Regions from separate parts of the Mus musculus genome. Here all the other regions are linked to region 7. Evidence: chromatin contacts called from public HiChIP or PLAC-seq, Micro-C and promoter capture Hi-C data. All regions are on one chromosome and are shown on one strand. Each heading gives the region's core, a stretch centred on a gene start, on an enhancer-like site or on the middle of the called end of the contact. The rest is flanking DNA. Distances are from core to core; before and after follow the strand shown. Region 1 overlaps Syt14 (synaptotagmin XIV). Region 2 overlaps Syt14 (synaptotagmin XIV). Region 3 holds the start of Sertad4 (SERTA domain containing 4). Region 4 holds the start of Pacc1 (proton activated chloride channel 1). Region 5 holds the start of D730003I15Rik (RIKEN cDNA D730003I15 gene). Region 6 overlaps Gm31406 (a long non-coding RNA gene). Region 7 holds the start of Rcor3 (REST corepressor 3).

The links. Promoter capture Hi-C pulls out the DNA fragments that hold promoters and counts their contacts. Hi-C and Micro-C count contacts between places; a contact is called where the count stands out from the background. HiChIP or PLAC-seq counts read pairs in DNA pulled down with a chosen protein or histone mark.
Region 1: an H3K4me3 HiChIP or PLAC-seq map of bone marrow-derived macrophages shows a contact between it and region 7, with 4 times the contacts expected there. The contact joins the enhancer-like site here to the promoter of Rcor3 in region 7. A contact is called at or near these places in 5 of 39 promoter capture datasets (the C10 cell line, hippocampal neurons, liver and 1 more) and 8 of 115 datasets of contacts at active chromatin or transcription factors (bone marrow-derived macrophages, embryonic forebrain, embryonic hindbrain and 4 more).
Region 2: a contact with region 7 is called in a promoter capture Hi-C map of hippocampal neurons, with 3 times the contacts expected there. The contact joins the enhancer-like site here to the promoter of Rcor3 in region 7. A contact is called at or near these places in 8 of 39 promoter capture datasets (the 3T3-L1 cell line, 3T3-L1-derived adipocytes, cranial neural crest and 5 more) and 5 of 115 datasets of contacts at active chromatin or transcription factors (bone marrow-derived macrophages, embryonic forebrain, embryonic stem cells and 2 more).
Region 3: a promoter capture Hi-C map of neural stem cells shows a contact between it and region 7. The contact joins the promoter of Sertad4 here to the promoter of Rcor3 in region 7. A contact is called at or near these places in 9 of 39 promoter capture datasets (the 3T3-L1 cell line, 3T3-L1-derived adipocytes, cranial neural crest and 6 more), 5 of 484 Hi-C or Micro-C datasets (the HL-1 cell line, embryonic stem cells and uterus), 13 of 115 datasets of contacts at active chromatin or transcription factors (astrocytes, bone marrow-derived macrophages, embryonic forebrain and 7 more) and 1 of 9 other capture datasets (adipose tissue).
Region 4: an H3K4me3 HiChIP or PLAC-seq map of embryonic stem cells shows a contact between it and region 7, with 8 read pairs. The contact joins the promoter of Pacc1 here to the promoter of Rcor3 in region 7. A contact is called at or near these places in 10 of 39 promoter capture datasets (the HPC-7 cell line, embryonic stem cells, hematopoietic stem and progenitor cells and 5 more), 3 of 484 Hi-C or Micro-C datasets (the G1E-ER4 cell line, embryonic stem cells and regulatory T cells), 8 of 115 datasets of contacts at active chromatin or transcription factors (the SCID.adh cell line, astrocytes, embryonic basal ganglia and 5 more) and 2 of 9 other capture datasets (adipose tissue and embryonic stem cells).
Region 5: a contact with region 7 is called in a Micro-C map of embryonic stem cells, with 4 times the contacts expected there. The contact joins the promoter of D730003I15Rik here to the promoter of Rcor3 in region 7. A contact is called at or near these places in 2 of 39 promoter capture datasets (liver and pre-B cells), 3 of 484 Hi-C or Micro-C datasets (double positive thymocytes and embryonic stem cells), 2 of 115 datasets of contacts at active chromatin or transcription factors (astrocytes and effector CD8 T cells) and 1 of 9 other capture datasets (liver).
Region 6: a contact with region 7 is called in an H3K4me3 HiChIP or PLAC-seq map of forebrain, with 2.9 times the contacts expected there. The contact joins the enhancer-like site here to the promoter of Rcor3 in region 7. A contact is called at or near these places in 3 of 39 promoter capture datasets (the 3T3-L1 cell line, stem cell-derived epiblast-like cells and trophoblast stem cells) and 10 of 115 datasets of contacts at active chromatin or transcription factors (the NIH/3T3 cell line, SST interneurons, T-cell acute lymphoblastic leukemia and 7 more).

The regions. Positions count from the first base shown.
Region 1 is chr1:193,001,102-193,005,000 of GRCm38.p6, reverse strand. The region is part of intron 2 of Syt14 (synaptotagmin XIV); the gene reads left to right. Among named protein-coding and RNA genes, the nearest start is that of Syt14, 33 kb to the left of the region's middle. Within about 2 kb of position 2,485, at least 22 of the 459 cell types and tissues checked have an H3K27ac peak or open chromatin away from gene starts, as enhancers often do. A contact at or near this core is called in bone marrow-derived macrophages, where this site is marked.
Region 2 is chr1:192,945,783-192,949,531 of GRCm38.p6, reverse strand. All of the region lies in intron 4 of Syt14 (synaptotagmin XIV), which reads left to right. Among named protein-coding and RNA genes, the nearest start is that of Gm39746, 18 kb to the right of the region's middle. Within about 2 kb of position 1,546, at least 21 of the 459 cell types and tissues checked have an H3K27ac peak or open chromatin away from gene starts, as enhancers often do. A contact at or near this core is called in hippocampal neurons, where this site is marked.
Region 3 is chr1:192,853,900-192,858,092 of GRCm38.p6, reverse strand. It overlaps Sertad4 (SERTA domain containing 4), which reads left to right and starts at 2,341. Exons shown (of 4, transcript NM_198247.2): 1 at 2,341-2,650. Gm15867 (predicted gene 15867) reads right to left here and starts at 3,165. Exons shown (of 2, transcript NR_131748.1): 1 at 3,015-3,165; 2 at 1,237-2,078.
Region 4 is chr1:191,324,055-191,328,001 of GRCm38.p6, reverse strand. Pacc1 (proton activated chloride channel 1) reads right to left here and starts at 2,100. Exons shown (of 8, transcript NM_025864.4): 1 at 1,926-2,100. The coding sequence starts at 1,961.
Region 5 is chr1:191,222,298-191,226,295 of GRCm38.p6, reverse strand. D730003I15Rik (RIKEN cDNA D730003I15 gene) reads right to left here and starts at 1,842. Exons shown (of 2, transcript NR_151547.1): 1 at 1,754-1,842; 2 at 609-1,087.
Region 6 is chr1:193,080,681-193,084,636 of GRCm38.p6, reverse strand. The region is part of intron 3 of Gm31406 (a long non-coding RNA gene); the gene reads left to right. The region is part of intron 2 of Gm39747 (a long non-coding RNA gene); the gene reads right to left. Among named protein-coding and RNA genes, the nearest start is that of Gm31406, 13 kb to the left of the region's middle. Within about 2 kb of position 1,861, at least 18 of the 459 cell types and tissues checked have an H3K27ac peak or open chromatin away from gene starts, as enhancers often do. A contact at or near this core is called in SST interneurons, T-cell acute lymphoblastic leukemia and forebrain, where this site is marked.
Region 7 is chr1:192,135,792-192,139,788 of GRCm38.p6, reverse strand. Rcor3 (REST corepressor 3) reads left to right here and starts at 1,749. Exons shown (of 12, transcript NM_001346740.1): 1 at 1,749-2,050; 2 at 2,300-2,356. The coding sequence starts at 1,891. Gm10516 (predicted gene 10516) reads right to left here and starts at 2,891. Exons shown (of 4, transcript NR_033536.1): 1 at 2,728-2,891.

The sequences.
Region 1 (3,899 bases), core at 1,236-3,735, 860 kb before region 7:
ATACTGTTTTTGAAATTTCCGAGCCTTAGGGCCAATATCTTTGTGTCAATGTGTCTTGATGACTTCTAAAAGGAAAAATAACAGATATGGAATGACTACCAGGTTTTTCTAACTGTTCTATTAAAATGTCAAAAGAATTTTTGTAAGATAGAGTCTCACTAGGTAGCCCTGGCAGACTTGGCACTCACTACATAGAGCAGGTTGATTTCTAACTCACAGAGCTCCACCTGCTTCTCAAGTGCCGGGAGTGTGTGCCACCATGCCCAGCTGTTGGAATGTATTTTAAGCCCTTTCTTTCCTTTTTTTTTTTTTTTTAAACCCTGGTTCAAGGAACTTTGATTAGGTTGTGAATTTATAGAGATGTGATGTTAGCAAAGAATAAGCTTTTGCTACTATTATTAAAATGACATTTTCATCTGCAGTTTCACAGAAAGTAGGAGCATGGATTCTCATTCTCAGTTCCTTGAACTTCTGTTGTGAGTCTAGAGAGAGAAAGAGTCTCCTGCAGTGACTGTTGTTTCTAATACCCATTGACTCTGCTGCAGGTTCTTCCAGCACTGACAGGCGAGGTGGGGTGCAGGCTAGGCAGTAGTCATAGGTAAAAGTACAATGGGAAGGGAAGGTGCTGGTGACTGCACAGCTCCCCAACCCCATTCTGCTCTCTCTGAAGTACTATTGTCAGAAAGGACCATTTTTTTCCTTCCCTTCTGTCCTTCTCTAAAGGTTGTGAGTTTTGTGTGTTTGACACTAGGCGTTCGGGGGAATGAAACTGTAGACCAGCTTTAGAACCTGGAAGCCTGCTTGAGCTTTTCCAACCCATCTGCATCATCCATCTGCTGTGCACTGCTTTGTAACATGCTTTGAAAAGGAGCAGGTCCACACTTTGTTGCTAGAACAAAATCTGCCTGGCCTACTCTGACAAACTGATCCTTCACCAGACAAACTCCTCCTCTGGCTGAGGTTCAGGGTCTGTCCCTGCCAGTGTATTGAACAAGATTGGATTTCTGAGTCCTTACAGAACTGATTCCATGTGTAGCCAACTGTTGTTATCTGTCTGTGAGGTATTTTGTGTGTTTTGGGTTTTGGAGGTCATACTCTGTGGGCCAGACTGGCCTCAGTTATGACCTTCATGTCTCTGCTTTCCCAGTATGGGGATTATAAGCATGCAGCACGATTCCTGGCTTTTATTGGAAAGAAATGATAAATTTTTGAGACAGTGATTAGTGTAAGCCTCCTGAGCCAGTAAGTGCAGTGTGTAAGTGTGCCGTAACTTTACAGTCTCTCTGTGCAGAAGCTTAGCTTCTGTCAGAATGAAAAATGAAGAGTTACAGAATAGCCTTTGCTCCCCATTTATACTGTAAATCTTCTGGGTCTTAGGGCTGATATCTTTCTGGCTGCCCATTTTCCCAGATGACCTTTGAAATAATCTTGCCAAGCATCTTCTTGTGCAGTTTATGTCCCCTTCCCTGGTTCTGAGAGGATCTTGGTAAAAGTAGTTGAATTTCTAAGTGTATTGCTTTTTCATTCAGAACATGTTAGTTTTTTTGTTTTCTGTGTGTGCTGATAGCACTCCACAGCTTTACACATTTTTGTTATTCCCATTATGTGTTATGTATTTCATTGCTATAATGAATGAAGATTTAAAATCCTATTATTTTTGCATGCATAAAGTTCATCTTGATATTTATTTTGAGTAATTTTTGTGCATGGAGTACAGTTCACTTTCTTGCCTATGGTTAGTGATGATTTCATTCACTGTTGAAAAAGGCTACCCCGACTACACTGAGATTCCTTTGAAAAACCAGTATATATGTGCTTCTTTGTGGGTTGTTTCTGACTGAAGAGAGGTGACTGACATTACAGACGGTGACACTGAACTTCATCCTGCTGCTTACAGTGCTGTACCATTGAAACCTAGAAATTGTTTACTTCTTGAAATTGTTGTTTGATGCTACAGGCTGCTAATCATAGTTACGTGAAACCATGGGAAATGAAATCTGAATATAGTCTGCTATAATTTTATTAGAATTGTCCTCCAAGAACTCCCATATTAAAGGCTTATTCCCCAGCCTATGGTTCTGTGGATTGAGCCTAGTGGGAAAAAGTTAGATCCTTGCAAACATGCCTGTAACGGAGATAGTGAGACTTTGACCCCTACCTGAGTCTGTTTTTTGATCCGTAGCTGCCATAGGTGAGCATGGCTCCTCTGCTATGTATTCTGGCCAGCTGTGTTTGCCACTGCAGGCTTGTAGCAGTATGCTCAGGCAACCATGACCATGGACTGAGACTTTTGAAACTATGAGCCGGAGTAGACCTGTCTTTCTTTTAGTTGATTATTTCAGATAATTTGCCACATCGATGAGATGTTTACTAACACAACCTAACTTTCTGAGGCAATCTGCTTTCAGACACTAATCAGAAGAGCGAGAGATTGCTTAAGACTCTGAATCATTGCTGTAGTCACTGTTTCTTGTGTGCTAGATTTGGTTAGTAGCTCTTTTCCTCTACTTAAGCAATTGTTTTCCCAGCCGGTTCCTGTTTCTTTATATAGTATGTGCTAAGAAGCACTGTACTATATATTATCTGTTACTCAGTGCACACATCTAGATAGCTTTGTGTTTCCTTTTTAAACTTATTTTTATTTATGCCCATTTGTCTGTGTGAATATATAAAGTATGTGTATATACATGGTATCTAGAAGATGGTGTTGGGTCCAGTGGAGTTAGAGTTACAGGCAGTGTACGCTGCATAATTAGAATGGATGCGGTGAACTGAGCGCGGGTCCTTGCTTTTAACTACCGAGCTGAATCTCCACCCCCTTGTAATTGTTGTTGTTGGTGGTTTGGTTATTCTTTTTGGTTTGCTTTTTTTGAGACAGGGCTTCATGTGTCTCAGGCTGGTCTTGAACTCACTATGCATGATCCTGAACTTCTGGTCCTCTTGCCTCATCTCCTTACTTCTGGGATTACAGGCATGAGTCACCATTTCCAATTAATATCAGGCTGGAACTCAGGATAAGCACATTACCAACTGAGCTATAGCCTCAGCCTGTTTTTGAGACTAAGTGGTTTAGGCTGGCTAGACTAGATTAGTGTGGTTATCCTGCATCAGCCTCCTAAGAGCTGGGCTTATTGGCAACACCCAATGATGTGCAGAACTTTTTTTCTGGCCATTCTCAGATATATGTGCTTCAGCCTCCTTTGAGTGTCATACTCTCTTATCTCTTCAGCTCAGAAAAGTCAATGTGCTTCCAGGTCACTCCACTCTGTGCACTACAGTACTGTCTTCTCTCCAGACAAGACGCTTTTGGAATTGCAGCATACTGTTATCTCCGTTGAGTGATCATTGCCCTCATTTCCTCTGTTCAGTGTCCTAGGTGGTGCTGTTTCATGTATTTCCTCTGATGTTACAGCATTATTGGGTACCGGGATGCATCTGATCTTTGAGACTCTTAATTGGACCTAGAGAAAGGAATGACCAGAATGGGGTCTTCTGGAGCAGAGCTTTTAGAATAGAGACTGGAAAATACCCAGAAAATGAGAGTCCTACATTAGAGAAGACAATTGGATGAAATTTAGGTAAGGAGAAAGGACAGAGAAACCAGAGAATTAAAAATTAGAAGTTCTTGTAGGTTTATTAGTAATGAATGTGTTCACACAGGAAGCTTTGCCCCAGGTTTACCTTAGGAAAGCCATCTGCTGGACATGTGACATTACCTTTAGTCTGCATAAGTTTTAACATTCTAAAAATTATAATAGAAACATAGTTGCTTGTATTATCTTTAAAACAAATTCACAATGATGAAAGATGTATAATATATTTACTTAAAGGTTAAACATACTATATCTTTTACTCTATTCTAAGCATGTGGGGATATTAGTAGAGTCCCATTGACTAGA
Region 2 (3,749 bases), core at 297-2,796, 810 kb before region 7:
CCTTATTACTTGAGATAAGGTCTCTCCCTGAACCTGGAACTTACAGATTGGGTGAGCCTGGCTGGTCCGGAAGCCCAGGGATCCTCCTGTCGCAGCCTCCCCAGCACAGGGTTGCTGCACTTGACATTTTTACATGGATGCTAAGGATCCTCATGCTTTTATAGCAAGGCAGCACTTTACCTTAGCCACTGTTCCCACCTAACCCTTGGCTTTGTGTATGCTTAGGTATTTCTGTTTGTTTTTGCTGTGTTGCAATTGTAAGTTCTTTAGTCACATAAGAGCTTAAACTATGGCAAATTTAAGAAAATATGTGTTCATTTGTCTTCAAAAATAAATTTAGGATATTTTGCCTTACCTTCTATGCTGTCATGTTGACATTTTAAAAAGACTTTCAGACAAAAGAAAAATGCAAACAAAAAAATGTACAAGCCAAGTTTAATACCAATTATTTTTTTATCATAAAAAAATCTTATTCTTGGTATCAGGTTTTATTTTTTTTCTTCTTTTTTATTAGATATTTTCTTTATTTACATTTCAAATGTTATCCCCTTTCCTAGTTTCCCCTCTGAAAATACCCCCACCCCCACCCCCTGCTCACCAACCCACCCACTCCCATTCCTGGTCCTGGCATTCCCCTATACTGAGGCATAGAGCCTTCACAGGACCAAGGGCCTCTGCTCCCATTGATGACCGACTAGGCCATCCTTTGCTACATATACAGCTTGAGCCACAAGTTCCACCATGTGTTTTCTTTGATTGGTGGTATAGTTCCAAGGAGCTCTGAGGGTACTGGTTAGTTCATATTGATGTTCCTTCTATGGGGTTTCAGTCCCCTTCAGCTCTCTAGGTATTATGAGGTTTTAAATAGAAATATTTTATTGTTAGTTTGCTAAAGAGGGAAGTAGAAGATGGAATGAGATTATTTCTGACATAGACCAAATAATTTTTACTGACAATTTTGCCTAATAACACAAAAAAAATTTATTCTGTTTTGTAGTGATATGTTTTGTTACAAGCTAGTACCTAGCCCTGAGCCAACTGTGTCCATTCATACATATAGCTGTCTTATGATATGTGTCCCAGCCACATGACTGTACCTATGGGATGTTAACTTTAATAGAGGTAGAAGTTTTTACTTCTGAAATTTATCGAATCTCAGATTTTATTCTAAATATAAAATATTATTTTAATGCTTATACTTTAAAGCCTTAATAATAACAGCCCATATTTTCTACTCTGATCTTTTTTCAAATTTAAAAAATAATAATATTACTAGCTTGATGATTTGGTTAATTTAAAGGATATATATAATATATTATTTTAAAAGATAAATAGCAAGAGAATTAAAAATTCGTAGTGTCTGGATGACTTGATTGGTGCCACGTCAGTTTTCTTATGTCTGATGAGACACAGAAAGCAGCTGGGGAGAATGCTTGTCACTGGTTTCCATAGTAACTCCCAAGCTGCTCTGGAACACAGAGGCTGGAGCCATGGTAAAGGGTCTCATTAAAAGGGCAAAGGACATGAAGGGTTCAAGCATACACTTTTAATTAGTTGCCAAAGCTGGGTAGAAGTAGAGGAGGTGCCATGAGATAATACCATACACTGTTAGGAACAGACACTTTTGAGCTCAGAAGATGGAGAGGAGAGGAACAGGGAGTGCTCACAGCGGGCCCTGTCTTAATCACACTGTGGACATGAGGGTGCCCACTGATGGAAGGGAGACCTAGCCTCTTACTGATGAAAATGCAGGGTTTGCTTGTCATTCCAATGTCACCACAGAACCATCATTTATTCAGAGCAGTACCCTTTAGCCTTTCCTGGCAGGGACTGAACTGTCAAGGAAATAAAACACCATCTTAGGGGTCTAGCAATGGTTGCGTGCAGTTTTATTTTAAATGCAAATGAGACAGTTGCCCAAATTATTAACTGTTGAGGTATATTACATTTTCAATCAGTTTTGGGGCATATTAAATTTGAATGAGTTAAAATAATTTAGGAAAAGTAGACAGGAATGATTATTTTCTTTTAGAAAATTATGGTGGATAAAAGATTAATAACTCTTTTAAGACAGAATTCTTCAAAGATTTTCTTTTGAGTTGCAATCTATAAAGAATCATCTTGTGTTGCATTGCAGTTCAACACATTATTTCTTCCTGTTGCTATAGAAACTAATTCTGGTGCAGCTGTGATTGCTAATCAAAATTCTAACATTTTCCAACCTTTCCCCTCCTAGTTCTTCATTTTATTTTTAGTTATAAAATAATAGATTTCAATGCTGAGTTCAGTGGTCAAACATTAATGCAAAGACCTTATAAAATTTGAGCCCTTTTCTTTGAAAATACAGAGATATTCTTATTGTGTAGTTTTTTTATGAATAACAAGGAAACAAAGCCTTTTGCTGAATATCAAATATCTATAATTGCTGTATTACATCAACATTGTGAGGCACTTAGCTGCTTCATAACCCTAAATTGCTACTGTTTCAACATCTATTTCTGAGATGTCTGCTTATTTGGTATTATAAAAATGAAGAAAAAAGAATCCTCAGAATGTCTAAGTCTTTTTACATAAAACCTAAATGGAACTTCATTGTTTCATCCGATGCAGTATTGAAATCGCATCGTTCGTGACTATAGTGAGCAGGAGCTAGTTTGTTGCTCTCGTTTTTTGTCTTTATTAGTGTATACCCTCCAACAGGTCACACTGTTGATTTCATCCAGCATAAAACCTAAGTGTATTTCACAGGGCAGGACAGTCATGCTTTTTTCCTAAGAACATTATTTTTCATTTTATGTAATAACAAGCATAAAATTTTATGAACAATTTACTTATAGCAAAAAAATATTCTGTCTTTGAACACACATTCACCCAAACACATGCTCCGTAGGGCTTAAGATGATTCCATATTTAGTCTTTGGTATGTTTTATATCAGTTACAATGTGAACTTGCATATTCAGTCATTTGTCAGATTTTTATTTTATGATTTAGATCAAGTAAAATTGAATTTTATTAAAGCAAAGTATTAATTGTCTTTTATTTGGAACAGATGTGAAAAAATACCTTTGTTTCAGTAAAAAATGCATGGTAAGAGTAATAGATATAATTTAATGATATTATTTTATTAATTCTTTTATCTTCCATTTATTTGTATGCCTCAAAGGTATTAGAATTCATTCCTTAAGCCTGAGAATAATAATAGCAGTAAATAATAATAATAATTGTTATTACTATTCTCATGATTATTATTGTTAAATAGAAATCTTTGTGATTTGCCATGAACCTTTAATGATAATCTTGGATTATGATGAGGTAGAGCCACAGTGAAAGCTGCACGGTGCTCTGATAGGTCCAGCAAAATGGCTTAGTAAATAGAAGTGCTGGCCAAGTAAGCCTGACAACCCTTCCAATCCCCAGAACCCAAAGCTGAAGGAGAGAACTGACTCCCAAAGCTGTTTTCTGACCTTAACATGTGTGCCATGGTGTGCACATATGGTTGACATCTCTTTGCCAACTTTTACATTGTCTCCGTTTGATCTTGTATTGCTTACTAATGTTGGATAAAGTGTATGCTACAGTTTTAAACATTTGTCTTAGGTTGCTCATGGGTGACTGTTGTCTAAATTCTAGAAAATCTATCAGAAGAAATTACCCTCCAGGAATCAGTACTCTCTTTGGTGCCTCCTTTATATAGACTTATGGTATCCAAAGTTTGTCTTTGATGTTCTTATGGGATTTGAATCTGTAT
Region 3 (4,193 bases), core at 1,092-3,591, 720 kb before region 7:
GCCCCAGCACTAGAATCTGTTGGGTACTGTGTCAGTCAGGACACTCTCAGACTGGCACTTCAGTGTAAACACTGAAGAACAATTGCGGCTTTCAATTGCAGCTCAACGTATTTTAAGTTTTATACCCAAGCATTTTTTTCTTGCAAGTTCACACATATCCCAAAATGATGACATCATAGTACTCAGTTGGCTGTTGTTTGTAAATCGCATTCACTCATTCCAAACACTTCACTATTGATTTGTGGTTCTTATGTCATAGCCACAACTTACATTTTTAAATAATGTTTCGCTTTCCGTAGGCACGTGACTGCCTTTTGCGGTAGCATGCTTGTTCAGCTGTGAGCAGGTGGGCACTAAGGGACAGTAACCCTGGCATTAAAAGTGAGTCAGGAAAGCTGCCAGTGAAACAGGGTCAAGTTCATATGCATAGTTGCAAGGGTACAGGGTTTAAATGCAGAAATTTGGTTTGTAGGCACCCCAGGGTGCTATGGAGTTTCCCCAGAAGGCTGGGTTTTAGAGATAAAGCTCTAAAGAAGCAAAAGCAGCTTGTGCTGGATCTTAGTCTCATGTTATTTCTCAATTTTATGCTTAATTTGCTCCTTTTGGTTTTATGTATTTTGACACAGCTAAGTGTGTGTGTGGATTCCCCATAGCCCTTTAAATGCTATGAAACTTTAATATGGGGAGATAAAAACAATAATAAGCCATGCCTCCGAGCCCCACATTTAGTTCTTTATTTGAGCTACAGGATAAACAGTTTTAGGTTAGAATTTGGATTCCCCAAACTGCACTGCTTTAAAGCAGTTGTGCCTCCTCCCTCCAGTGAAGAGTAGACTCTACCCTCAACCTGGACGTGGGACTCTCATGGACTGAAGAAAAAAATTATCTCGAAAATTCCGAAATCATCATCTAATGCCCATCTTGGCATGAGTCAGGGCAATTTAACATGGTTTGGAATGAACCCAAGAAAGCCCAATCTCAGGCGTGCAACCCTGGACTGTCTTTTGGAAAAACTGAAATATGCTGGCCACGGCCTCCTGTTTTCAGCATTGTTCTCTTGGTGTCCTGATACCCTAAGAATTTTTGTGTCTTTGATGCACAGAGTTCAATAGAAACACTTTCTAAATAGATTAGTCCTGACGATGGTTAATATTTGCTACTTTATTGAATAAGGCACATTTACTTCATAAAATAAAAAAAAGGAAATTCACTTAGCTGCATGTCAGTCACCCAAATTTTGAGTGTACAAATGAAATGGAAAACATTTATTACACAAATTTAATTACAATTCTAGGAAATAAACATGCAAATCAGATGGAGCTCAATCTGCAGGCGCTGATCCTCTCCCCCTGGTTTGCAGTCTGTGCGCCTCCTGGATTCGCAGCGACCAGGCAGTCAGAGGCCTGGATCTTGCAGGCGGGAGGATCACTGCTATAAAGAACTGTGTCACATTCAGCGCATCTGGCATAGTAGCAGTTCTTAACACTTTGCACAGGTGCCTCCCTTCCCCCACCCGCGCTTTGTTACGGTCTACCTCTCTAAACCTCTTCCTTCTTTGCACCAGAAGTGACCTCTTCATGACAGAGGGACCCAGACAGCAGTTATGAATCAATGTGTTTGCGGTTTGTTTGTTTTGCTTTTAAAGAAAAACCCAGCCATGCTTGGTGGCACTTGGTAGACAGAGACATACGGATCTCTAAAAGTTCAAGTCCAGCCTGGTCTACACAGTGAGACCCAGTCTCAAAAACAAAACAATAAAAATCCACACAAAAACTAACTCCAATAGAATCCACTACAAGAAGAGGGGGGGGAAATCACTATTTATAAAATAAAATGACTTGAGCTCCTGTCACAGCCTTTCCACCAAGGGCAAGCTTCTTTATTAGTTTTTGTTTGTTTGTCTGTTTGTTTTTCTTGTAGGTTTCCCCCACGGGGATCCGCACCCAGTAGCTGCCAGTTCACGTGGCCGCAGGATGAGTGCTGCCTTGTTACACCCAGGCTGCTGGGGAAGGGATCGAGCGGGCGGGGGAGCGCAAAGGCTCAGTCCAGCTCTGACATCTGTTTCTCATCTCCGTGTGCTGTACAGAGGGGAAGAAAGTCTTTAGTAAGGGGTGGGAAAGGCACAGATTTTTTTTTTCAAATCACACGCACACACAATAAGAAAACTAAAGCAAAATCTAAAAAATAGACAAGACGTCTGGGCAGGTTGCGATGAACGCTTCGTGCGTTGCAGCCCCTGCCTCCCGCGGGCTGCGCGCGTGGGGTCCGGGCTGCGGGCGGGAGCGGCCCGCGCGGCCCCGAGGGCGGAGGCGGAGCGGGGGCGGAGGCAGGGCGGGCGGGGGCGCGGCGCCCCGCGATCTGGCAGAGCGGAGGGAGGCGGGGAGCGCGCTTGTCAGGTTCCCTCTCGCCCCGGGGGCATCCAGCAGAGCCAGGCTCGGAAATCCGCGGGGAAATGGCAAACAGGATTGACGGGTTTCTCGCGCTCCTCGCCAGACACATCGGCTCATTTCCATAACCGTCTGCGGCGGCGGCGGCGGGACCTGCGGGGACCTCGGCCGCCGCGTACCCGGCCACGCCGACTGGGCCCGGGAGGCGCGTGGGCAGCGGCGGCCGCGCGGAGGACGGCGGCGGCTGGAGCGCGGGGCGCGCGGTAAGAGCCGTGACCCCAGGGCGCGCGGGGGCGGGGAGGGTCGCGCGTGGGGCTAGGGCGCAGCTGGACACAGCGGGGCGCGGGGGCGGCGCGCGCTCTCCGGGGTCGCGCGCCCTTCCCGGGAGCTGCGGCGCGCACGAGGCGACCCGGGCGGTGGGCGAAGACCCCGTGGCGGCGAGTCGGGTTTCCCCGGGTAGCAGGAGGGTCGGCCTGGGGCCAAGAGGGTAGGGAGGAGGGCCTGCGGGGCGCAGGGATGCGCGTTCCGCGGAACAAGGCGCCGCTGCCGGAGCTGACACCTTGTGTCCCCCGCCACCTCCGCGCCCGCCCCTGCTCCTGGCTGCGGGCGGCGCTGTCCTCGGCTCACCTCCCCGCGGGCTGCCAGGCCCACGCCCCCGCCTCTAGCAGTCTCCTCGGCCCCGCAACTTTCCCGAGTGCCGGGCCGCAGGAGCGGGGCACCAAGGTCCACCCCTAGCTCCAGCGGCGCGTACCGCGCGGGCGGCAGCAGCTCGGCGAAGGACCAGGGCAGCTGCGGGCTGGAGTGTGGCCCCGCCAGCCGCTGTGAGTCATAGCCTTGGAATCCCACCTTGGCGTGTATTTCCCATAGAAGGAAACTTGGTTTTTAGAAAGAGCGAATAATGATAGCCCTTATTCTTCAGGAGAGGCACTGGGCTCCAGCACCTTGGAAGACAACTTGCCTTTGTTCCCAGACACTTGGGCTGTTTACTTTTCCCTGCGGCCAGCGGCTAGCCGGACGGTGCCCTCGGTCCAGAAAAGGGCTTAAGGGCAGTGATACCAGTCTCCAGGGTGCGTCTGTTTGAGACCCTGGATAAGGGACCCGTCACACCCCTGTACCCCTCCTAGGGCCTGGACTGAGAATGCTAACCCCAAAGCTCCCAGTGGGAAACCTCTGACCTCCTTAGTCGTGTCCGTCCCCCCCCCCACACACACACACCTGCATTCCCAACCCCCAACACCGACAGAGAACTCTTAGCCTCCTGGGACTGCAGCTGGCCATTGCACTTCCCGGGGCACCACAAGGACCTGAAAAAAAAACAAAACAAAAAAAAACCCGACACCTGTCAGGTTTGGAGCGTTGAAGGGTTTTGTTCTTCCCACCCAGCCCCTCCCTCCACCATTGGTTGAACCAGCCAAACTGTTGAGCTTCTGCCTGGGACCGCCTGGAGACCGTGGGTGGGGAAGTCATTTGGCTCTCCAGGACAGAACACTGCAGTTCTCTGGATTGCAGCGGTCACCCCATGCAGTCCAGGGTTGGACTCTGTCTTCCAGCAGCTTAGAGGCACCTTATATAAAATGCTCTGCAATTCCCAATGTCAGGAGGAAGAAGGATACTCCTTCTGTCGTGCTGCTTTATGTCCAGTAGCCCCTGTTAGATTCCCGGCACCCTGAGCCATAGCAGCCAGAATGGCTTCATTCAGGAAAACCAAATTGTATAGAAATGCACTCTGAAGAGCACTCAGTGAAAACTCTCACACTTAGCCTTGAGAGGGTGCTGGAGGGGCCATTCCACACTATCACCTCAGTG
Region 4 (3,947 bases), core at 851-3,350, 810 kb after region 7:
GATTTAGCAGGGCTGGCTCGATGAGCAGTGAGGGAGACCTGTATTCCCAGCCTGTCTCCTAGCTTCTGCTGATTACCCTGGCATTCTCAGGGCTATTGGTAGCTGTGCCTGATGTCTAACCCCTGCCTCCATTTTTACAGGGTCCCCTGCAGTGTGCACCCCCTTGGGGTACATCTTTAAGGACAATCATAATGATCGATTCAGAGCCCAACGCTTGTCATTGTGCAATAACCCAAAGTGACTCTAGTTCCGAGTCCAAACAGGACAAGTACTGGAGTCACCCTTCAGCATCTCCCAGAGCCACAGTCAGTTAGTGAAACAGAAATCACGCCACCTTGGTCTCATTCCAAAGCCCACGGTCCTAACCACTTCCTAGAGGAAGAGGAAATGTGGCTTAGAGTCCACTCAGAGAAAAAAAACTGACAACAGCAAAACTGGTGTCTCCGTGGGACACTAAAGCCCACAGATGTGGGTGCAAATGGCAAAGCAGGGGCGACAGATGTCCAGGTACCAGGCAACCGCAATCTAGCTCAGCAGTCTTCTCACATGACCTGTCAGACGGGAGAAATCTTGCTGCTGAGAAAGCAAAGTCCGGGATCAGTGTCCCATCATTTTAGGCAGGTGAACCCCGTGGTTTGCAGGGGTCCAGCCCAGGCTCATCGGGATATCACATGAAAAGGTACCTTTTCTCCACTCAGAGACAGGGTCTCATGTAATCCAGGCTGGCTTCAAACTCACTATAGTGGAGAATGACCTCGAATTTCTGGGCCTTCAGCCTCTACCTCCTAGTACTAAGCAAGTACTGAACCATCTCGGCTACAGACACCCCCAGCCCTCAGAGATCTTTCACATTTACCCTAGATGATTTACATAAAAGAAAAAAAAACCAAAACAACAACAACAAAACAAAACAAAACTCAAGAGGGACAGTGGTCCCAAGAACCCAGGTATAGTGGCAATCCCCGTCCCTCCAATCGCCTTCTTGATACTCAGCAGCCAGCACAAGCCTTTGCCTATCCCAGGCCAAACTTCTCAGAAAGCTCCTTTCTAGAGCGGAACCTCAGCAAATACCTAATTTCATTAGGTCCGCTCTCAAAACAACCCGGGCAAGAAAGATGCAAGCCAGTCTTCTTGGGACTTCAAACAGATCTGAAGAACGCAAAGGGAGGCGGGGCCTCTTTAACGCCTTCTACCATTAGGCACGATTCCAGTGAGCACCTGAATCTATCTACTTGTGGCCTTGCTCTGCGAACAGGACAACAGCCTGTATTTCAATACATTATCTTATAAGCTCTGCTACACTGCGGTCCTCTGAAGCTAGTACCCCAAAACTCCGCAGAAGCAAGAGCTGTCTGCATCCTGGTATTCACCCGGGATCATCAGTGACCCCAGGGCGCTGAGTTCAGCACGCTGCTAACTCGTTTGGAGAGTGTGAGTTTCCAGTGTGGCCAGGGCCTCCGTGGGTGGAGACGGACATGGAGACAAGCTAAGGTTGGGCTGCTCCGGTTGGACAAGGTCTAACGGCATGGGGCGGCTGCACGGCCTCGAGCAAACCTGGACAGTGGTGGCTGACGGCTAAGGATGCGGCGTCGCGGAAAGACACCCAGGCAGGGCAGAGCCGGGGAAGCCCCACACCAGAGGAACAGAAGGGGCCCGGAGCCAGCGCGGCTCTGCGAAGGGAAGCGGGAGGTTCGGGCGACAGACAAAGGGCTGCTGGGGTTCTGGGGAAGGCGAGGAGCTGCCGAGGAGCTGCTGGCCACACGCGTTCCCCACAGCCAGACTCCAGGGTCCCTTGTTATCCCCGCGTGCCGGGACCACGCAGGGGCTCCACCTGCTGCAGAGCCCGCATGCCACGGAGTGCCAATCATCCACCTGCACCGGGGTCGCGGCGCCCTGCCCGCCCTCCGCGCCCGTCCGGTCCGCACCTCCTGGTAGGACGTGGAGAGTTCTTGTCGGATCATGGCACTGGCCCTCTACGGCTCACCAGGGACCGCGACGCCGCAGGAGGCGCGAGCTCCAAGATGTGCCCGCTCTACTAAGCAAGACCCGCTCTAGTCTACCGCCCAAGACCAGGCGTGGCGGCGCTCAACGCATGCGCATCTTTTGCTGCCGCCGCGGGCGACGCTGGGAGTTGTAGTTCTAGGTGCCGGGAGCGGTGGGGAAAGCACCAGCTGGGCTCAACCTCCCGCTAGAGAGGCAAGCAATAGCCTCGCACTTCCTCTCTTTGTTACAGGCAGAAAAATGGAGTGCCTGAGTGCAGCATGGCACAAAGGCCAGTCGGAGCGCCCAGTAAGGGGAGAGGAAACTGGGCCTTGCGGTTTATAATGACAATAAATGTCCAAAGAGCCCTTTGTGTACCAAGCTCTCCGTACGCTTACGTCTTGATCCTTCAAGGAATCCTGCAAAGGAAACTTTTTTTCTCTCTCTCTATTTTACAGATTAGTACACTGAGGTAATGAGGATACCTTCTGTCAGTAAGGATAGGGAGAGAGTGATGATCGAGAAGTTATTTCATCTGAGAAAGGAATAACAAAATTCTAGAGTTCAACAAGGCTTGTGACAGCCAGCAGTCGATATGGACTGTGTGAAACAACCCTGGCTCAGGTTGCACCTTCCAGAGCCAAGCAATGGGTTGCAATAGTTGTATAGTTTACTAAGGTTCCTGTAGAGTGTGTGTAAGTACCTGTGGCTGGTACCGCCATGAGGTAGTCAGCTGGCTATCTGAGTCTATGTAAGACAGCCAGGGCAGAAGGTGGAGCCCAGCAGGATCTGCTCTTGGTTGATAGACATTTTCTCTCTCTCAGTGACACAGATATAGGCCAGATTAAAAATAGATAAAGACGGGTTTATTAGCTGGCAGCTCTCAGGAGGGTTCACCAATCTCACAGGTGGGGGTCAGCAAAGTCCCACTCCTAGAATAAAGCAAGGCAGTTTTATAGGTTTTAGGCAAGGAGTGATGACCTGCCAGCTAGGAGCTAGTCTTGTGTCCATACATGGTCAAAACCTAAGCCCCTGGGTGGGCACTCTTGGTGGGATGCTGGAAACAGGGAGACAGGAGTGATGATGTGTTAGCCAGGAGTTTTCTCCAAGCAGACAGGAGTGGCGGTAGGGTGTCTCTGTGGGGGCAGGGTTGGGGAAGGAGAGCAGGCGTGGTTTCCCTACCTTGTGCAGGGGGTGAGCAGGGGTTCCAGCCTAATATTGGTCATGGCATCCAATTGCCTCATCTGGTAAAAGCTCTTGCTTATATGTCAGAATGAGCATCGGAAGGAAGACTTAAGAACTTAGCAGATCTCTGGTAAAAGTTTAACATTTTTATCAAAGTGTGCCAGGGAGAAGTGGGCTCCTCTCTTTGTGTCTTACCACCACTCTTCCCTGCCCTGCCACCTGGTCCTCTGCTCTTCCATCTATTAAATGGGCCAGAATGTAGACAAATGCGCACTTGATGGTTGCCAAAACTTTGGGAAGCAGCTATAGACAGTCAGTATGTGTAGCGCTTAATACCATGTAGGTACCTAACGAATTCTGGGTAAGTTCATTAATGGAATACCAGTTTACATCTCATTTAATGAATGTTATTGTACCAGCTGGTTTTATGTCAACTGGACACAACTTTGGAGGAGTGAAAGTCAATTAAAAAACTGACTCCACTGTATTGGCCGGTGGGCAAGCCTGTGGTGCATTTTCTTGGTTGGTGATAGATGTGGGAGGGCCCGGCTCACTTGGGCAGTGCCACCCTGCCTGGGCTGATGGTCCTGGGTGCAATAAGAAAGCAGGCTGAGCAAGCCATGAGGAGTAAGCCAGTAAGCAGCACTCCTCCATGGCCTCTACATCAGCTCCTGCCCGGACTTCCCTGGGTGATAGATTTTTAAACTGTAAGGTGAATTTAAACTCTTTCTTTCCCAAGTTACCTTTGATCATAGCATTTTATCAGAGTTATTCAAACCCTA
Region 5 (3,998 bases), core at 593-3,092, 910 kb after region 7:
CCCTTCCAGGGGTTGCATATTAGATATCTTGCAAATCATATATTTACATCATGAATCATACCAGTAGCAAAATTAGTTATGAACGACCAACAAAAATAATTTTATGGTGGGGGTTACAACACCACAATCTGTATTAAAGGGTCACGACATTAGAAAGGTTGAAACACTGGTCAAGAGCCAGCTATTGCTATATAAAATGCCAATACTGGATTTTAATCTTCAAGTCTTTTCTAATATTTTTATTTTATGTACATTGTGTTTTGCCTGCATGTATGAGGGAGTTGGTCCCCTGGAACAGGGGTTACAGACAGCTGTGAGTTGCCATGTGGTCCTCTGGAAGAGCAGCCAGTGCTCTTAACTGCTAAGTCATCTTTCCAGCCCAACCTTCAGGTCCTTTAAACTGGTTAGAGGTGGATAATTACAGGGACTAAAGTTCTAAAATGTTTGCACATCCATGTTTGCATATGAACTCAGAAGGGTTGTATTTATTTTTGGAATGCAAACGAAAGAACACACCAGATTCTCTCATTCTTGTCACATTCTCCACGATTAACCTTTCTTTTAAAAAGTGGGGATAGGGGGTTGGAAAGAAGAAACTGAAGCACTCAACCATTAGAAACCACTTTTATCATTAAACACTTCAAGTTTCCCAATACCATAAAGGCCAGAGGCTATCATTTTACAGCTTATACAGAGACAACCCATGTGAAACCTGAGGCTCCCTCACTAACAGAATGCAGGTCACTGTGACATGGCAAACAACTCTGTGTGTCAAAAGAACAGCTCACTTTCTGATGACAGGGCTGCGGTGCCAATTTTACAAGGTGCCTGGCATTCATTTCTTCAACACTAAACTTTTATCTGGTTCCTGATCCCACACATTATGGCAAATCTCGAACACCAACCCTCTCTGGTCATCCTCATGTGAGATGGGAGAGAGGGTGGGGGTCAGTGCACCCCCTGTCTTCAAAGTTGAGCTGATGCAAGCAGATGTCTTCCTTTCCAATCTAACCACACATCCTTGACCCGGTTACTCTGGATGACAGACATGTCCTCCTCCACTCCTCACAGACATGCAGGAAACCATCTTGAGTTCAGCAGGGAAGATACAGAGATCGGAAGCCCCTTAGTAAGACCCCGGGCCAGGGTCTCCTCAGCTGGTCGCAGGGTCAGCCACCACGTTTACTCTCGCTCTTCACAAGTTTTCATTACAACCCAACACTACCTAAACTTGAACTCTGATAAGTTTCACCCACCAGGGGACTTTCTAGAACTTGCTTCGGTTGAAAGAGGTGTGGCCCACAGACCCAGATGCCACACCTCTCTGACTGACATCGCTCTGGACCTGCAGTGCAAGGGCTGTCCACACAGTCGGGCTCAGCTGCCCCGGGCTCTGCCGACTGACCCCACGGGTGCACCTACGTGACCCGGAGAGGACACCCCACACAACGCCTCACCTCAGATGAACCTGGCGACCCACTCCTGAGGGGTCCCGTGTCCGAGCTGTGGAGACCTTGTGCAGTCACTTCACGTGACCTGAAGACCCCGCTCACCAAGAGGACCAGGGCTTGCCGCCTCACCTCATGCAACCCCATCCTCGTCGCGAGGGGACCCTTACCCAAACCCATCACGACCCGCCTCACCTCACGTGACTCCGGCCCCCCAGTCCTGAGGGGAACCCCCACCTGAGCATGCCGCCTCACGGAGTCACGTGAGGACCCCACCCGAGCCCGTTGCGACCCCGCCGCCTCACCTCGCACGACCCTGACACCTCAGAGCTAAAATTAGACAGGCGGAGCGGCGCGCTCACGTGCGCGCGGCCCGGAAGGGCGGAGGCCCGACTGCGTGAGTCATCAGCCCCGCCCCTTCACGGAGAACGCTGTGACGTAAGCGCGCTGCCGAGAAGCCGGGATAGAAAGTTCGAGTTTCGCTGTCTTAAAGGGGCCGTAGCTCGCACTGCACCCGTTCGGTCACCTCAAACAAAAAGTATGCTGTCCAGGTCACAGAGCTGACCATCGTCAAGCTCTTAATCATTGCCATAGGGCTGGCTCCAGAATTTTCATTTTTTTCGTGCTAAAGTTTGGCTGACCTAGGGCCCAGCCCTGTGGAGCCTACCCATGAGTTTTCTGGAACTGGAGAGGCTGTGCTTAAGAGACCTGGGCTGGCCCATTAGGGCCAGAGCTGCCCGAGGCAGGCCTTGCTTCTCAGTCCTGAGCCATCCACTGTGGTCACGGTCATGCCAAGAACAGTTTCGGAGAGGTCGCACTGTGGGAAGGGAGCCCAGTGGGACAATGGCAGGTGGTCACAGTCCGTCTTCTGGCTACTCACGCCAGACACACGGGAAGTCCTCAGCGTGGACATTTAGAAGCTAACCATTCCTGTCCTTAGTCTCCATACCTGTGTGACCTGCCCTGTCTCCTGTCCATCATGCTTCTGTGATTTCGGTTTTGCTCCGATACGTGGAGTCTGTGGTCAAACATCTTTGTGCCCACCAGGAGATGGAGAAAGCCCAGGCAGCCCCAGGTGCCCAGGAAAAGACTGCAGGGCAGCCACTTCTTGGTGCAGGCACCTGCAGTGAGCTTTCTTACTTTCATTCAGGGGAGATCACCTGCCTGAGATCTTGTGGCCTGTGAGGAATAGAGGGTCTTAAGCAGTTCGCGTGCACAAGCACATGCACGCGCACACATACAAATTGATAAATCCGGAGGAATTCTAAGTCAGCACATCACAAAGACACCAATACACCCAAGTTTATTGCTGCACTATTCACAATAGCTAAATAAAGAACTAACCCAGATGGCAATCAACAGATACATGGTTAAAGAACATGCGTTCTATATGTATACATGTATGGGATTTTAAAAATTATTTATTTACATGTATGTGGGTGAGTATGGGAGCAAGTGCTACAGTGTATCTGTGGAGATCAGAGAGCAGGTTGGTTCGTTCCTTCCACCAGGTAGGTTGTAGGGAATGAACTCCGGGTCTGAGGATTATTGAAGTCTTTATCTGCTGAGCCATCTTCTGGCCCCAGCAATTGAATTTTGCTAGCAAAGAATGAAAATTGCTGTAGGAAAAATGGATGGAACTGGAAATCATTGTGTTAAGTGACCTAAGCCACACTTGGGGAAAGTATAGCATGCTTTCTGTCATATGCAGAATCTAGATTTAAATCTGTATATGCATGTATATGTGTGACATGAAAGCAGAGAGGACACTATGGAGGCTGGAGACATGGCTCCGCAGTTACAAGAAAGACCTGCTCCTGCAGAGGACTAGAGTCAATTTCCAGCACATTAGCTCCTTACAGATACTAGGGATCCAACACCCTCTGGCCTCTGGAGACACTGCACTCCTGCACATACCTACCTATACGGACATAGACACATATAACCTAAACTTCTAAATCAAAAAGGGGAGGAGCTCGGGATGAAGTGCAGTCAAAGCAGCCGGAGAGGAAAGAAGGCAGAACTGGGTGCAGAAGGAAGGACTGTTTGAGGGGAAGGAGGAGCAGTAAGTGGTATGAGGCTTAGAGGGCAGTCAAGAGGAGAATAAGAAAGTATTAGGGCCTGTGTATAAACACATCACAATGGAACCCATTTCTTTGTATGTTAACAAAAGAAAATAATTAAAAAGGGGGGGGATCAGAAAAACAACTTAAAAAAAAAAAGACCCAGGTAGGGCAATGGGTACGAATGAGCCTGCAAACTGTCAGAGGTCAGATATGTGACATAAAACGTCGTGGCGTGAACATAGGAAGAACTCGAGAAAGGGTTCTGGGGACTGCCATCTCTCCCATCTTCTCTCTTCCACCCAACTTCCAGACAGGTGACCCAGAGGGTGATTTTCCCCACAGAATGGCACTATGAGGTCCACTGCTGTTTTTAAATCTGCAGTAACTGAGATCTGGTGTCATCATAGCAGCGTTTGATTTTCTGAGCTTCCAGCTCTCACTCCCCACCCCAGAAGCTCCACTCCATTAAATGTCAGGACGAGTC
Region 6 (3,956 bases), core at 612-3,111, 940 kb before region 7:
GCTCTCCTTTTCTTAAGCTAACCTAACACAAGAGTTTACTAAATGAGAGGTAGCCCTTGGAGTTGGCACTGCCAGCTTCCGTTGTTAGATCGTAAGCCTTTAGTGTCTTCACTTTCCATCTGTATATGCAAACGTTATACCTGGATGTATGTGTATGTGCCCCATGTGCATGCTAGGTGCCTATGAAGGCCGGGAGAGTGTGTTGTGCCCCCTGTAACTGGAGTTATAGATGATTGTAAGTTGCCATACAGATGTTGGGAAACAAACCCAGGGCCTTTGCGAGAGCAGCAAGTAGTCTTAAATGCTGAACTATCTCTCTAGCACCTTGTCTTTGGTAGTTTCTTTTCATTTTATTTATGTATGCATGTGTGGGTATCTGTATGTATGCTGGTTTCTGCACAGGCCAAAAGAGGGCACCAGAGTCCCTGAAATTGGAGTTATAGGTGTCTGTGAACACCTTGATGTGGATACTGGGAACCAAATATGGGACTTTTGCAAGAGCAGTAAGTGCTCTTAACCACTGACCCATCTCTCTGGCTCCAAAAGGTACTCATTTTAAAAGCCAGAATATGGGGCTGGCTGAGGAGATGGCTCATCAGTAAAGCACACATAGTTTATCTGCAGAGTGCTTGCCATGTTTGGCGAGTACTGGAGTTAAATCCCCAGCACCACATTAAAAACAGGCATGGTGGCTTGCTCCTATAATCCAGTACTGAGGAGGAGGGACAGGGGAGAGGGAAAGGATATGTTGGGGCTCATTAGCCAGTCAGGCTGCCATGATTAGCTAGTCCCAGGTGTCAGTGAGAGGCCTTCCCTCAAAAAATAAGGTAGAAAATAGGGCTGGAGAGATGACTCAGTGGTTAAGAGCACTGACTGCTCTTCCAGAGGTCCTGAGTTCAATTCCCAGCAACCACACGGTGGCTCACAACCATCTGTAAATGGGATCTGATGCCCTGTTCTCGGTATACTCACACACATAAAATAAATCTAAATAAATAAATAAAGAATAATTAAGAAAGATGCTTGACATCAGCATCTGGCCTAAACACGGGCACACACACACAGAGGAATTAATACAAGATCTTACAGCCTTTCAGTTGGGTTTTATTTTCTGAGATTTGTTTTTGCTTTGTAGCCCAAGCTTCCTATCCTTCTGCCTCACCATCGCACCCAAGTAAGATTTTAGGTCTTAAACATTACCAACACTGAGTGAGTGGTTAGTCAGCTTGAGTATAAATGTTATTAATAGCACAGTATCTACAGAACTGCCTTTTTTTTTTTTTCCTGTCAAATCAGGGAGGTTTTTGTCCCATGGCTGTTGCAGAGGTGACCTGGGCAATTCAGTATCTGCGTATTTTGATTGGTGGATGAAACGGATCGATTGCAGCTGGCAAATGAGGACACATAACCAACCATTCCTTCCCGCCTTACTAAGCTTTCCGTTTTATTGAGTGGGGCAAAGTACTCCCTTGCTTAGGCTTAAATCCAAAGGTGCTTCTGCATCCAGCTGGAACCCAGGAGTCCACAAATCACTTCCAGGGCCCGTTTCTGTGGGCTGTGGTTCACACTCCGGGGACACCTCTGTGATATTATGGATTTCCACCCAAACCTGATACTCTAGTCTAGACAGACTGTTGCGTGTCTCTGAAAAGGCTATAATTGCTGCCACTTGGGTACACATTCAGAAAACACTTTTGTTTTGATTTAAATTGTTTGCCTTTGGGGTTCGTGCAGGTGCAACCAGAGGAGAGATCTTTGGCAGGGAGGCTTAAGGAAAACCACCAGCTAGAGGAGTACCGGGGAATTACCCCCACCCCCAACACACCTGAATAGGAAGCAGTTTCAAAAGAAGAGGAGGGAAGCAGGCCAGAGCACGAACCATCTTCCTCGGATATTATAAAACGCTCAGCTCAGCTAGCAACTCACAGGCTGAAACATCTGTCACACTTCACTGACAACCAAAATGCCTTGGAGATAAGACAATTATGAGACCCGAGAATAAATGAAAGAAAACCCAATCTTAGCCGAATAGCACTGCCATCTATTAGGAAATTATTACAGGCTGAAGCGGACTTTAATGAGATTTTAACAAAGAAATCTAGTCCCTTTCCTCTGGGGCAGAGAGAGTTTTTTAATGATGTGAATGATTAAGTGGGTGAGAGGCCTCCCTGGGAGCAGAATAAGGAGGAGTGGTGTGAGCTGTGGGGCCTGCCTTTCCAGGAGCTCTGGGGAAGGCTGGTGTAATACTGTTCCAGTCTGGGACCTGGCTTGGAAGGTCAGGCTGGCCTCCTGGATCCCAACTGGGTCTCCGTCCGATTGCTAAACCCAACCCATGTGGCTGTGAGTTTTGCTGAGGGCATCACAGTAGCCACAAGACACTGAAGTCAGAGGGCATAGTGACAGCTAGACGCAAGACCTGCTTGCCTTCCACCTTCAAACCACTGGCACCTCAGAAGACAGTGGTACCGGAGTCTAATGTTCTTGCTTCAAGAGGGGGAAGAGAAAATAGGTTGCAGGGAGTAGGTCAGAGGGAGGTAGGCAGACAGATGCTCGGGGCCTCTTGCATGGGGTTGATTTTCCTGTTTTATTCTGTCGTCTCTTTCATCTGTTTGTGAAATGAAAGCATACAGGGAATCAGCAAGATCAGAGAGAGATTCCGCTGTCTCCGTTGTTGTATTTCTGTCACATAGGAGTTTCCTGCACTTGACACACAGGCTTCTGCTTCCTCAGCGAGGGACACCGAGGAAGGCTAGAGTGATCCAAGAATACCTGGGCTGCCAAGAGCTGCTGGGCCTCTCCCGGGAGGGGCGTGAGAAGGCCAGGGTTGAGGAAGCAGTGCCCACCAACCACAAGGTGTTTGTGTGCATGTTGAGGTCGGGGGAGACTGGCCCTCAGCAGTTGGGACTTGCAGAAACATGGGCCACCTTCTAGGGCAGAATCCCAGCCAGAAAAGCTGTGTAGTATGCCGACTATAATCCACCTGAGACCAGAGGCAGACGGGCTGTTAGGTTATTCAGCATCTCAGGATATCTGACTGATGGGTGGCAGACACAAGCAGCACTTTCCTTAATAACTCATACTGTGGTAAAAGGATTTAATAGAATTGAAGACGAACTTAAAATGGCATAGAAGACAGATCTCAGGGACATGTCTTTGGGACAGAAAGTTGATTTTATTGGAAATTAGTGCTGTTATTATTCTTATTAGCTAATGTTTATTAAGCACTGAGTGCTGTTTTAAGTGCTTTGCACATGTTAACTTAGCACTTCTCAGGCTGTCTGTGATGACAAATGGATAAGCAGGAAGCAGAGGAACTCGGCTTGCTGGCCGGTTCCCTGGGCTCCTGTTTGGCTAACTTTCTTACATAGCTCAGGGCCGCCTGCCCTGGAATGATGCTACCCACAATGGGCAGTCACATACAGGCAGTTCCTCAGTTGAGGCTTCCTTCTCAAATGACTCTAGACTGTGTCAAGTTCACAGAGATAACAAGGAAGGATTAACAAGACAACAGGAAGGAATCCCTGCATTAATAGACAAGTAAGATGTGTCCTGCTTCTTGGTCAGGTATGAAATCAACCGTTGTTTTCAGAGATGAGCTAGGTTGCTCACACTGTTGTTGAGTATATAAAAGCAGTCGAAGCCTTTGAAGGTAACGGCCACTGGAATGCCGCTGTTTGCAGTGGAGAAAGTAGGAGGATGGAGGATGGGAAGTTGTAGACTTCTTGCCTAGCATGCATAAGACCTTGGTTCAGTCTCCAGCACTGAATAAACGGGACTTGGCACTGGCATACATCAGGAAGCCCAGCACTAGGAAAGTAGAGGCAGGAGGATCAGAAGTTTAAAGTCATCCTTGGTTACATAGTAAATTCGAGGCTAGCCTGGGCTACATGAGATCCTGTCTTGGGGAGTGGTGGGGGGAAGGGTGATGGGGATGCCTCCAATGGTTCTTGCTTATT
Region 7 (3,997 bases), core at 500-2,999:
TCCAGTAGAATCATTTTACTGCCAAGATTCTACTAATCAAAATAGTCCCAAAAGCCCTTGAAACTTTTGATCCCTAATCTAGACGCAGATTCTTTTCTACAGAAAAGTGAATCAGCACTATTTCAGAGTTAAAAAGTGTATCTATTAAGAGGCCTCTATTTTGTTTTGTGGTTTTTTTTTTTCTTGAATTTTCTTTTTATAGGCTCTAGCTTTTGTACTCCAGGATCAAAGGAGCTGATGTGACAGGGCTGAGATGAGTCGTGTTCATTAGAGGTTGGAATGTAAAAAATAAAATATCATTTCAGTTGTCCATAACATTTCTCCTTGCAGAAAATAAAAATCAGACTTAAAATATCCTTCAGCAATGTGTTTTTTAAAAAAAGGAACCGATGCTAGGTGTGGTGGTGCAGCTCTTTACTCCCAGCACTCAGAAGACAGAGGCAAGCGGATCTCTGTGAGTTCCAGGACAGCCAGAAGTACACATAGAAATCCTGTCTCAAAAAATAAAACGGGAGGGGAGGTTGAGTTGTGGTTCAAAAATTAATGGACACATATAGAGCTAAAAATCAACTATTTCCAGTACCAGTACTGTTTCTCCACCCGGACAAAATACTCCCTCCTTTAGACAGATGACCGGCCTAATTCTTGTATCCCAGAGTTTTCTTGGCTGAATTCTTGAGTAGGTCTGTTATTTCTCAGTAACAGAATTCCAAAGAACAGTTTTAACCTTCAAGGTAATTTTACTGTTACCCCCAAATTCTGCAGGACACACATCTGTATATTAAGCAACTCCCCCCCCCCTTTACTCCTGAGACACAAATCGTCCTCCTTGCCCAGACAGTATGTCATAAGCAAATATCCTTAAATCTGGGGAAGAAATACAGTCCAGCCAATCTTCAACTGGGTGCAAACTGCCAGAAGGCAGCTGGCCTCACCTTTCTCTGCAGCAGCAGCACCTCTCTGCAGAGCACTTCTCTCTCCACCCTCTCCAGAATTGCTCTGAGCCACCACCCCAGGCAGTGTCGACCCAGATAGCACTGGCCCGGGGAAGGTAGAGTTCGGTTATTTATTTCCCCACTCGTGGCATTCGCTTCTTAGACAGCAAAAGGGAAAGAGCCAAGTGGAAATACTGCCCTTTCAGTCCCTCTCGGACCTCACAGCAGAGAGGAGCTGCCTCGCCAGGTCTTTAGGGCCGGTCTCATTCCGGAGTGAACCGATCCTGCCTCCAACCGGAGGACCCAGCTCCTACCCCGGGGCGCACCTCGCGGGAGCAGCTCCTGTCTGAGGCCGCCAACCCCTGCCCGCGTCACCGGAGCTGCTCCGGTCCAAGGCCGCCATCCTCATAGCTCCTGTCAAAGGCCGCCATCCCCGCCGCTCCTCACCGGAGCAGCTCCTGAGACCGCCATCCCGGGTTCCCGGTCACGGGAGCAGCTCCCGCCCCGCGGCCCCGCCTCAGCAGGCCAAATTCCTTCAGCTGAGACAGGGCAGAGGCCGCCTCCCCGCCCTCCATGCCGCCTCCGGGGCCTCCACATCGTCTCCCGGCCCTCGAGCGCCCGGGAACCGGCCGGCTGGGGACGCGCGGGGTCCCGGCCCTCTGGTCTCTCCGCCCCGCGGCCGGAACCTCCCTAGGGCGGAGTGATCGCGGCCGCCCAGTGAGGAGCGCGCGGCCACGAGGGGCGCTCGGCCGGGTGGCACGGCGCGGGGCGGCGGCGGCGGGGGAGGGGAGGGAGGCGGGGCCGGGGCGGGCCGGTGTGGGGCGACTGCGCTACGGCTCGACCGGGGCGGTGATGGCGGCTCCATATTAACACCTCCTCCTCCTCCTCCGCGCTCCCGCCCGCGCCCGCCAGCCGTCTCCCCCTTCCCTGACGCCACCTCTCCCCCTCCTCTACCATGCCCGGCATGATGGAGAAAGGGCCCGAGTTACTGGGGAAGAGCCGATCGGCCAACGGCGGCGCCAAGAGCCCGGCGGGAGGCGGCGGCTCCTCGGCCAACGGCGGGCTGCACTTCTCGGAGCCCGAGAGCGGCTGCAGCAGCGACGACGAGCACGGGGGTACCTCGCCGCGCTCCCCGCCCCCGCCCGTCCGCCCGGCCCCCTTCCCCGCGCCCTCCTCCCCCTCGGAGCCGAGCCGCGGCCGCCGGAACTCCCGGTGCCGCCGCAGCCCGCGACCCGCGCCTCCCCGCCCCCACCCGGCCACGGCCTCGCCCGCGCTCCCGCGGCTGGAGAGTCTCTGCCTTGCCCTTCCCCTCTCCTCTCCTTATTTATTACCATTTTACCATATATCTTGGCATTGCTTTGCAGATGTTGGGATGAGAGTCGGAGCTGAATACCAAGCTCGGATCCCTGAATTCGATCCAGGTAGATATATTTGCTCACAGGAAAACCCCATCTCTCTCTCTCTTTTTTTTTCCCCCAGGCTTGCTCTGGGGTGGCCGGCGTCGGGATGGGAGGGAGTTACGTGGTGTTGAGTGTGGGGCGCACCAGGAGAGGCCAGGGCAGGGCAGGGCAGGGCAGGGCATCGCGGGCGGGGAGGCTGGCAGGCTCGGCTGGGCAGTGACACAGGGCGTGGGGGTAGATGTGTGCATGGCAAGGTGAACATGGTTCCCTCCCGCGGCACTTGCACGCTGGTGGCTTCGCACGGAGGTCGCGGGTCCGAGGCCCGGGGCGTGGGGACTGCAAAACCAAGGGCTGCAGGAGAGGGCGTGCGATCTGTGTGTGCATGAACCTACCCCAGGTCAGATGCCACTCCGACCCGCCCTGGGAACCCGGGGCTCAGCCAGGCTCCGCAGGGCCACGCTTGGCAACCGCCTGCTGTCATTAGCCCGAGCCAAGGGCGAGCCCTGCGACCCCGGCGCACACGGGATCCTGGTTTTTCTTTCTGCCGAGGCGGTGTGGACCTGGGCGGGGAAACGCCCGTGCCCGACACCGCCCCGGTCGCCCCCAACCCCTCCCCGCGCGCCGACCCAGCCCGGGGAAGCCAGACCACAGGACAGCGGCAGCAGCTGCCAAGGAGACATTTTCTCCGGAACAGCCAGGTTCCAGCGCCCTCCGCCAGCGCAGCTTGCGGGCTCCCTCTCTACTTTTCTCCAAACAGGCTCCCCGGCTGTCACGGGATGTCAGGCTGCTCAGGGATTGGGCGAGAGTTCCGCATATGGAGGCGCCCTTGCTGGAGCCTCTGGGCCTGGAGTGCTCGGCTGCTCTAACCCAGCCAGACTTGCCACTGGGTGGGCTCTGCCCTTCCCTGCCTGAACTGCCCTCCCACTTTTCCTGCAGTCAGTTTTTGTCTAGAGCTCATTCTTAACCGCACTGCCCGAGTCCGACGCTGGAGTTGTAGTTGGTGTTGCAGAGGACTCACTTGTAATTTCACAAGGAAAGCAGTCATGTCCGTTTAGTTTAGGTATGCTAGGGGGCTTCCATCCTTCTCCCCATTAGGACTTACCAAGTAGGTAGTATCCCCTCTCTGAAAGGAGAAGGGTAACCGTTACAAGCATAATTAGGACAGTTTCCTTCAGTACATGATACCAGAGTGCTCATCAGATTTGGGGGTTACCTTCAAAGCGACACAGCTGTTGGGATATTTTATTAGAAGACTATCGGTGTGTGCCGTGGTGGGCTTCTTGTAGTCGTATTTTTCTTGTTGGCATAGCTAGCTAGTAGGTGGGTTCCTTCACTTTATGGCTGTGCTTCAGGGCTTAGTTTGACATCGGAAAGAAGACATGTTCACTGAAGGATAGGCTGCATTTAATTCCCAGCTCTCTTGTTTTTGTCTTCTGAGCAAGTCACTGGCCTTCTCTGAGCTTCAATTTTCCTAGCTGTAAAAAACCATTGCATGGAATTCTTGCCAGGATTAAATGACTAGGCATATGGCAGTTACTCAGTAAAGATTAGATTTCATAATTATGAAGAACGATTTGGAGCTCTCGTTGCTACTCAATTTTTTAAAATATTGCTGAAGTCATTTCCCGATGGAACCCAGCAGCCGAATTATGTCATAAGCAC